3 separate regions of the Sus scrofa genome follow, and all the other regions are linked to region 3. Evidence: chromatin contacts called from public Hi-C and targeted proximity ligation data. All regions are on one chromosome and are shown on one strand. The core of a region is the stretch at or near the end of the contact, and the rest is flanking DNA. Distances in the headings are between cores, read along the strand shown. Region 1 has its middle 36 kb from the start of SUPT7L. Region 2 has its middle 11 kb from the start of MRPL33. Region 3 overlaps BABAM2 (BRCA1-A complex subunit BRE).

What was found. A called contact is a pair of places that touch in the nucleus more often than the background predicts.
Region 1: a targeted proximity ligation map of skeletal muscle shows a contact between it and region 3. A contact is called at or near these places in 3 of 47 Hi-C or Micro-C datasets (embryonic fibroblasts, fibroblasts and skeletal muscle) and 2 of 2 datasets of targeted methods (alveolar macrophages and skeletal muscle).
Region 2: a Hi-C map of skeletal muscle shows a contact between it and region 3, with 5 times the contacts expected there. A contact is called at or near these places in 1 of 5 promoter capture datasets (fetal liver), 1 of 47 Hi-C or Micro-C datasets (skeletal muscle) and 1 of 2 datasets of targeted methods (alveolar macrophages).

What each region holds. Positions count from the first base shown.
Region 1 is chr3:111,494,401-111,497,322 of Sscrofa11.1, forward strand. No RefSeq gene overlaps it. Among named protein-coding and RNA genes, the nearest start is that of SUPT7L, 36 kb to the right of the region's middle.
Region 2 is chr3:111,448,339-111,451,038 of Sscrofa11.1, forward strand. No RefSeq gene overlaps it. Among named protein-coding and RNA genes, the nearest start is that of MRPL33, 11 kb to the left of the region's middle.
Region 3 is chr3:111,082,011-111,084,710 of Sscrofa11.1, forward strand. The region is part of intron 7 of BABAM2 (BRCA1-A complex subunit BRE); the gene reads right to left. Among named protein-coding and RNA genes, the nearest start is that of FOSL2, 240 kb to the left of the region's middle.

The sequences.
Region 1 (2,922 bases), core at 306-2,805, 410 kb after region 3:
AAAGTCCCACACTCCCACCTGTCACAGTCAAAGGAAGAGCCTCGGGACAGACTTGCCAGAACCCATGGACCTGGTTGGATGGGGGCCCACGTCTAGTGCTTTCCTAGCCCTGAAGCCTGCCTTGTTTATTTGTTCAACAGGTTTGTTCAGCCATGGCACAGCCTGTTCTGACTCTGGAACATTTACAAGATGAGCCAAAAAATCACAAAAAAATGGTTTGCTCTCGGAGCTAAAGGGCGGGGCAGCCAGGGTGGGAGACTAACTTTTTGGCTTGTCCTTTGCGATCTTTTTCCCTCCTGCCCTCAGGAACCAAAGGGACTTTAATGGGGTTTCCTGCCTCAGTCTTTCCAGAACCAGCATGTGACCAGACTAGAACATTCACCTGTAAGACTCCTGGTTCTCAGCTGCACCCTCATCAGCTCTGTTCCAAACCCCAGCTTCCACCCTCTGAGTTCAAGCCACAGCCTGATCCACCTGACCAGCCCGGGTATGGAGGCACTGGGCCCAGCACCTGGATCCTTCTGCCCCCTCTGCCTGCAGTAATCTTTCTCCCTGATTGTGAGCTCCTGTTTGTCCTTCAAAACCCAGGTGTCATGTCACCACCTCTATCTAAAACCTTGAATGGACTCCCCAGGGAGTCTGCCGGCTACTTTTTAAAAATTTAAAGAGCCCAACCAGGATAATCAGGATAGCTACAATGCTAAATTTTGTTGCTTTTGTCAGACTGGATACTAGCTCAGTATAGCCCTGTTAGTTATTGTTGAGCAGAAGTACTTATCTGCAGTTACATAAATATCTGGCTACAAAAAACTTGGAAAGGACCCCCGTAAAAATGCAATTTGTCTGGCTGACAACATAATTTATTTACACCTTAATTATTCATTAATTAAGGATGGCAGAAGGGCTGGGGTAAGGATGACAAAAGGAATCCCAGTGGTAAAAAGGTGACTCTGAGATCCTACATAGCCTTTGGGTGCAGGTGCTGGCTGTCTCATTTCCCCAAAAGGCTTAGTACACAGTAGGTGCTCAGAAAGTCCTCATTGAATATTGTGTGTGAAGATGTAGGAGTATGTGAGGATGATGACACTGGGGTCGCTGAAGCTACTGTCCACCCCAGTTGGCTGTCCCATAGGCACTAGATTCGGAACAACTCAAAGCTGTCCTCCCTGGGCTCTTTATCCTCAACCGGGAGACATGCCAGTGCCTTGCACGCACCCAAGTAGCACTAAGGCTGGTCAGGACTTGGGGACAGGGCTGTGTATTCCGGAGCCCCTCCAGGGAGCAGGGGTAACAGCCTGGATTCCAACACCCACGGCAGCCCCCCTGCCCCTTTGCTCCAGGCAGCTCCGCAAGAAGCCTCGTCTGGCCAGCTGTGGGAGGTGCCATTCTCTTTCATTGCCAAGATTAGCTCAGACCTTAAAAATCACAGCCTGGCGCCTGCTCTTCTCATGACAAGGGAAAGAGTAGATGTCAGAAGCCTCCTTAGGTATCTGGAAGAGAACAGCTCCCTCCGCTCCCTCCCTTCCTTGTATGAGGTCATTGAACCAGGATGACAAAGCAAACAGTGATGTGTTGGGACTTGTTCCCGGACTCATTCCAGGGTTTCTCCAGCCCCTCCCTCCTCCTCCTCCTCCTCGCAGAATGGCAGACCCAGGTGTGGACAACAAACTGAACTGGATTTGGTCCTGGGGATCTGGGAGACAGACCCTAGTTGGGAGGCATCCTCTGTGATGGTGAAGAGGTCCCGAAAGACCCTGGTGGAAGTGGGAATGGGAGTATTAGCTCCAGTGGACACCTGCACAGTCCTCCAGGCTTCCGTGTGCTTTCATGTATTCTCACATGTGTTAAGGGGGGCAAGAATTCTTTTCTGACTTTACAGATGCGAAAACTGAGACTTGTGTATAGTCAGCAACTTAATCAGGGTTACATGGCTTGGGTGACAGAGCCAGACTTCAGATTAGTTTTGTGACTCTAGTTACAACACCTTCCCACCTCACCACAGTTCCTTCAACTTCACTCATTGGTACACCTCCTTTACACTTGGTACCGTGTTGCAGGCCACCGTGCATTATTGGCTTCATGTTCTTCTTCAAATAAACTCACTTTAAAAATTGACCTCAGGGGGGAAAAAAAAAAAAAGAAAAAGAAAAAAGAAAGGAGCTCCCTGGTGCTCAGTGGGTTAAGGATCTGGCATTGTCACTGCTGCGGCTCTGGTATAGCTGTGGCGCAGGTTTGATCCCTGGCTCTGAAGCGGAACTTCCACATGCCAAAAGTGTGGCAAAAAAAAAAAAAAAAAAATTTTTTTCACCACATTCTACACCATACATATACATGTGTGTACGTAAGTATATATTCCTATACGTAACTGCTAAAATTAGATATTTTTTCATTCTCCTCCCCTAAAGGCAATTCCCATAAGGCTGCGCAATTTGAGAAACTGCCCAAATGTCCCCCGCCCTCGCGGCATTGCTAACGATAGATCTTTATAGGCTGGTAGCCAAGTGGCTGCCCTTGTTGAAATGCTCTGCCAGTAGGATCACTCAGGGCTGCCACTGTCATTGTTAGGGCTGTGCCTCCAAATCACAGAATTACTGAATCAGGAGGGATAAGAGAGAGATCATGGAATCCAACTCCTAAAGGGCAGAACCTTATACAGCACACCCACTCAGAGCCCTCAAGATTAAGGGAGCACCATTCCAAGACAAAAAGAGGAACCAGATGTAGTCTTTGCTCCAGAAACTCGCAAAGCTTACAAACATAAACTACTGAAAACTAGAAGGAATAAGCAGAGGATCTGGAATCGTGGTTCCACCATGAACTTGGCATGCCTTTGAGCAAGTCTCTTCCGGTTTCTGAGCCTCAGTTTCCTTAAACAGAGGTGATAGTGTCTCCTCTTTTTACCTTTTAAGTCTGATAAATAAA
Region 2 (2,700 bases), core at 8-2,507, 370 kb after region 3:
AACCCACTGGGCAAAGGCAACTAATAGGGCTCTTATGGGTTGGGGAAACATTAAAGCCTACAAAGGACAAACAATGTTTCCTATTAAATCACCATAGAGAAACAGATCTATAAATCATGATCTTATTTCTAGTCTTCAGGGGTTCCAGTCTCGAAAAGAAAGTTTTTCCTTTTTTTTTTTCCAATTGTGTAGCATTATCCAGACTTTATGCATAATCTTGACAATAGAAGTTAGGATTTCAACCAAAATAAATCCATTCTCATCCTGCCCTGGGACAAATTGGGCTGCATATTTCTGACAGAGTCTTCGAAATGCCAGGCCCTTTGTCCTAATGATTATTTAAATACATTGTGAATATGAGAGAATGCCTCCCAAAGCAGGGCCATTTTTGTCATCAATTTCATTTGCTTGATTCCTGCAAGTGAACCGAGTAAGTAGATATCATGCATTCCCAATGGCTCATCTATCTACCTCCGCCTTGGACTGGGGTACACTTTTGATTTGTTTTTGTTTTTTTGCTTTTTAGGGCCATACCCACCATATATGGAGGTTTCCAGGCTAGGGGTCAAAACTCACAGCCACAGCAAGGCCAGACTGAGCTGCATCTGCAACCTATACCACAGCTCACAGCAACACCTGAACCTTAACCCACTGAGCGGGGCCAGGAATCAAACCCGAACCCTCATGGATACTAGTCAGATTCGTTTCCACTGAGCCACTACAGGAACTCTGGGGTCCACATTTAAGCTAAAAAGTTTCCATGAATAACTACTTTCAAAGGCATAATCATTTTCCATCATGACTTCCCGCCTCCCTCAACCTCACCTTCCACCTATTTCCTAACCGTCTCAGAGAGGCTGTCCCACAGAGGGACAATCCTGCCAACGTCTCTGCCACATCTCCTGGAAGCCTGGTTCCTGCCCAGCACGTGGTGCCTCGAGTTGCCAGGTGCATATGAGAAGGGAACACGCCATCAGACGTTGTACTCACTGGCTGCCAGAAAAGTGATTTAAGCTCCTGTACTCAACTGTCCTGCTATAAGGTGGTGTGAACGTATCATTGCACTTTTCTTGGCTTGTGAAAGGATGGCTAATTAACTTTCTCAGTTGCTTTGGAATAGCATCCAGTGGCAAGTTGCCATAGCCATGCGCATTCTCTGTCTTTCAGAGCCATTTTTGAATGGGTCTATGTTTCTTTTTGTTGACCGAGAGAGACAGGGAGTTGTCAGGTTCACAAGGATGACCTCACTTGAGCTTCTGTGGTTTGGGATCCTGCCTGCCTGTGTTTCACCCTGTTTTGCCTCCAAGGCAGAAGCCTGCGTCTCTAGCCAGGAGATTGTGGTTAGTTTCCTGGCCTCTGAGCGAGGTGGGGACACACCTGCACCCCTGAGGGAGGGAGAGCCTGCGGAGGGTCCTTGAGGCCAGGGCTGAGTCATTCAGCCGGGAGGCATATCAAATGGCATTAGAACATCAGTCTGGCACCCAAGGAGCAAGGGCCCGCACAATGATCTCCTCTATGTTAGCAATCTAGACCATTTTCAAACTAAAGTGAGGAAAGAGATTAAAGTTTGGTGTCAACTTACTCCAGCACTGGAGTTTGCTCTTTGCATGAAATCACCCCAAAAGAAACCTCAGCTTCACCGACAAGTCCAAGGGCACCCACTTGATAAGATTTCATGACAGGCCCCCCCTTCACAGTCCGGTTCCAAGACCATGCAAATTCAGAAAGCCCACTATAAAATCAGCACTTGGGTTTTTCTACCCAAATCACTTTTTTTCCTCAGAGAATTATTTGAAATGTAATTTGAATAAAACTGAGCCCCTTTTCTACCATAAGAAGTTCCATCTTCACATGGTATCTATGCAAAAGAAATATAAATTGATCTGCAAATGCCTTAAAAATACTGTAATTCTTTGAGAAGTTTCTTTTCATTTCTTCCTTTTTAGGGCTACACTGTAGATATGGAAGTTCCCAGGCTAAGAGTCAAATCATAGCTGCAGCTGCCGGCCTACACCACAGACACAGCAATGCCAGACCCAAGCTGCATCTGCTACCTACACCTCACTTTGGCAACACTGGACCCTTAACCCACTGAGCAAGGCCTGGGATCCAACCCACATCCTCACAGAGACTAGTCGGGTTCTCAACCCACTGAGCCATAATGGGAACTCCAAGACGTTTCTTAAAATAGCCATTTTTCTCACCCAAATTCCCACTCAACAGCTATACCCAGCCCATTCTCTCTCCAGAGAGCAGCTTCCCATGTTTTCTTACGCAGATTAAGTGTCTGACTTCTAGCATCCTTCCATCACAGCCATCATCTAATTCAGCCGTAAGAAATGGGGGCAGGGGAGCCAAGCAGCTCAGAATCCTCCCTTAGAAAGCTGGAAGGGAAGAAAGGCTGGAACTACCTGTGCCTCGGGGTCTTGATCCCAGGAGTGAGAACAGGGAAAGAGAAGGAAAAGGATGCCTATAGGGCCATTAGTACCTGAGGGTCCCTCTCCAGCCTCAAGACGGCAGCCAACAGAACAGGGCTGGGTTCCAACATGGCTGCCCTGATGTTCGCCTGCAGGCAGAAGGCGGGCGGTGAGATCCTGGGGACTCTCCCTAAGTTCCTGGGTCAACTTTACCCAAACTGGGGTAATTGCAACATATCTCTGTCTGTGAAGCAAGAGGTTTGAAGGATTCAGATGGTTTTGA
Region 3 (2,700 bases), core at 116-2,615:
GTCACTGAGCAACGAGAAGAGCTGCAAATACCATTTCAAAACCTCGGCATGCGTTTTCTTTAAAACCTACATAGCAAAACCCCATGTCGCAGGCATCTTTAAAGACCCTAAACACTATCCACCTGTCATTCATTAATCAATAACTATTTCACCCACTCCAGCTACCTTCCAAGGCCCCCTATTTTCTTTAAAAGAGTCAGAACCCTGGGCGCTATTCGCAGGAGGCTCCCACCCAAAACTGTAATGGGCAAGGGCAGTGAGTAGTGAGAGGTTTTTCCTCATCGCCACAGTCCTGTTTGCTAAAGATTCTTTTCCCTCCAATATGATAAAGAAAAGTTTAAGATGATAAGCTCCAGTTAGTTCAGTTCCCATGTTTTACAGGTAAGAGAACTGGAAGCCAGCCAGGCAAGATGACTTACTAACCAAAAGCCACACGGCTCCACTTAGAAGTAGCCACCAGGGCTACGACCCAGTCCTCCTGCCTTCCGAGCCCGGTCCTCTTTCCCCAGGTCTCCCTGCCTTTCCAAGCGAGAAGCACCGCTCCTTCCAAGCCGCTTTCTAACTGCTTGGCACGGGTGGTGGCTTTGAACAGGCCCTTCTCTGACAGCCACTCAGGCGCTTACCCATTGCTCTTGGCTAATTTACCCTGGTTCAGCTAAGGTACAGGCTCAAACTTGCATCAGGGCATTTGCCGAAAGATCCATGGTCTTTGGACCAAAGAGAAAGGAGCTCCTTTCTGGGGATTGTCAGGAAAAAGAAATCGCTGTCCGCCAGCTTCCCTCCTTTCCCACTGTGTCACCCTGTGTCCAAGACACTCTTTGGTTTGTCCTATAAGCCCTGCAAATGGCACCCTTTGCCCAGGAGGAAGCTATTCTGTGGGCTAGTAGGTGGAACACGAGCCTGAGTCGGAGAAGGCTGGATGTTAATTTCCCTCTACTTTTTCCTTGCGGTGTAAGTTACTTAGCTTGTCTGGCCAGCAGTCCCTTCACCTATAAAACAGAAAACATCACGGGGCTCTTGCCAGGACGAAATGAGATCATATATTTAAAGCTCCCAGGTCAGTGTCTGGTTCACACGAGCTCCTCAAAGAAACGCGTTCCTTTCTCCCTTCTTCTTTTGCTGTTACTGCTAAGATTTTGGACACATGATTTAACTAGTTCACCTCCCCTACATAATGGAAGATAATATATGCTTTTGACGAAAAGACACTACATAAAACAAAATATGATTATTAACCATCAAGATGAACACCTGAAGGCATTAATTCGCTTTATAAAATGTGCAAAGGTACCAGTTCACTAATAAGTACGTTATGGCAGGAGCCTGTCCTAGGGTGCCAATTTGGTGAAGGAAGACATAGGCCAGGGCCCAAGTGCCAAGCACACTGACTAGAGCAGCCAGAGACGGAAGCTTAGTTCTCTACTAGGGGTGTTTAGGGCTGAAGCAAAAATCCAAAGAAGTTCAAGAGCGAGGGCTAGGCAGAGCTAAAGGAAGCAGGGGCAGCACAGGCAGTCCCCGAGGCCCTCGAGGGAAGAGCATGAGGAGCCTGGGCCCCAGAGGACTGCGTTCTAGCTCCAGACCTGCCGGGAAAGGGTCCTTTAAGGTATCTGAGTCCTGATTTTAACTCCGAAAAATGGGGATAGCCATACCTGTCTCACTAGCCTACAAAGCTAAGAGCAGAGGATGCACTTCTAAAGTAGTGAGTACAAAAAGGAAAAAGAGAAAAACGAAACAAAGAGGAAAAAATAAAATAAAATATTGAGTGCAATATGCATGCAAAGTGAAAATACTGTTCCTAAGCCAGCAAGGGTGATGACAAGACAGGAAGATGGAAGTCACTGCCCTGACTAGAGGACACCAAGGCACGATGCCAAGGAAGTACCAAGGAAGGGCTGAGTACTAGGTACCCAGTGCCTGCCAGGTCGACCCTAATCCACCAGGCCAGGGGACAGGGCCGGTGACAGACAGGCATCATAAACACTTATGTTAGAGTCAGCCTACGTTCAAAAAAGACAATAAAAACACAACAACAGTACTCTTACCATGCTTGTCTCTAGAACAGCGCAAGGGGTCTAGAAGTTTCTCAATTCCTATCTTTACTGGAAGAAGTGACAAATGATACAGAAATGCAATTCATACTCAAGAACCTAGATTATGGAGAAATGAGCTTTTGTGGACTGGCCCCCTGTCTGGTTGGCAGCCAGTGGGCTTTCTCTGGGTGACATAGGGCCCTCACGGACGACTTACAGGGACAGGGCATTTATTGCAAGGACACTTGAGACTATCAGGAAGCAAAGAAAGTACTCTACCCACTCGGCATTCACCGGCTCCACAGTTCCCCCGGGGAGTGGGTTTCGTAAGCAATACAGGAAAGTTGCTTCCCGCGGATCCAGATAACAAACCAGAGCTGAACCACAGCTCTGCTGTCATTTCCCTGCATTTATACCTTGTAGAGAGGAGACAGGCCTCAGCTTTGTTTGGGGCCTCTTGGTGTATGGACTTGTACTGGGAGGGATCCGGTCACAGGACTTGAACTGGGCTCCCTGCCCTCCCCCAACTCAGCGAGCTGTACAAGTGACAGCCACTGCGGAGAAAGAAAAAGGGCTGAGTTCTCGCCCTGAGAATGCGGTGATATGCACGGCAGGCACCATGGCTTGCGTCTACCCCGTTTCCTTGGTAACCTAACTATGTACTGAATGG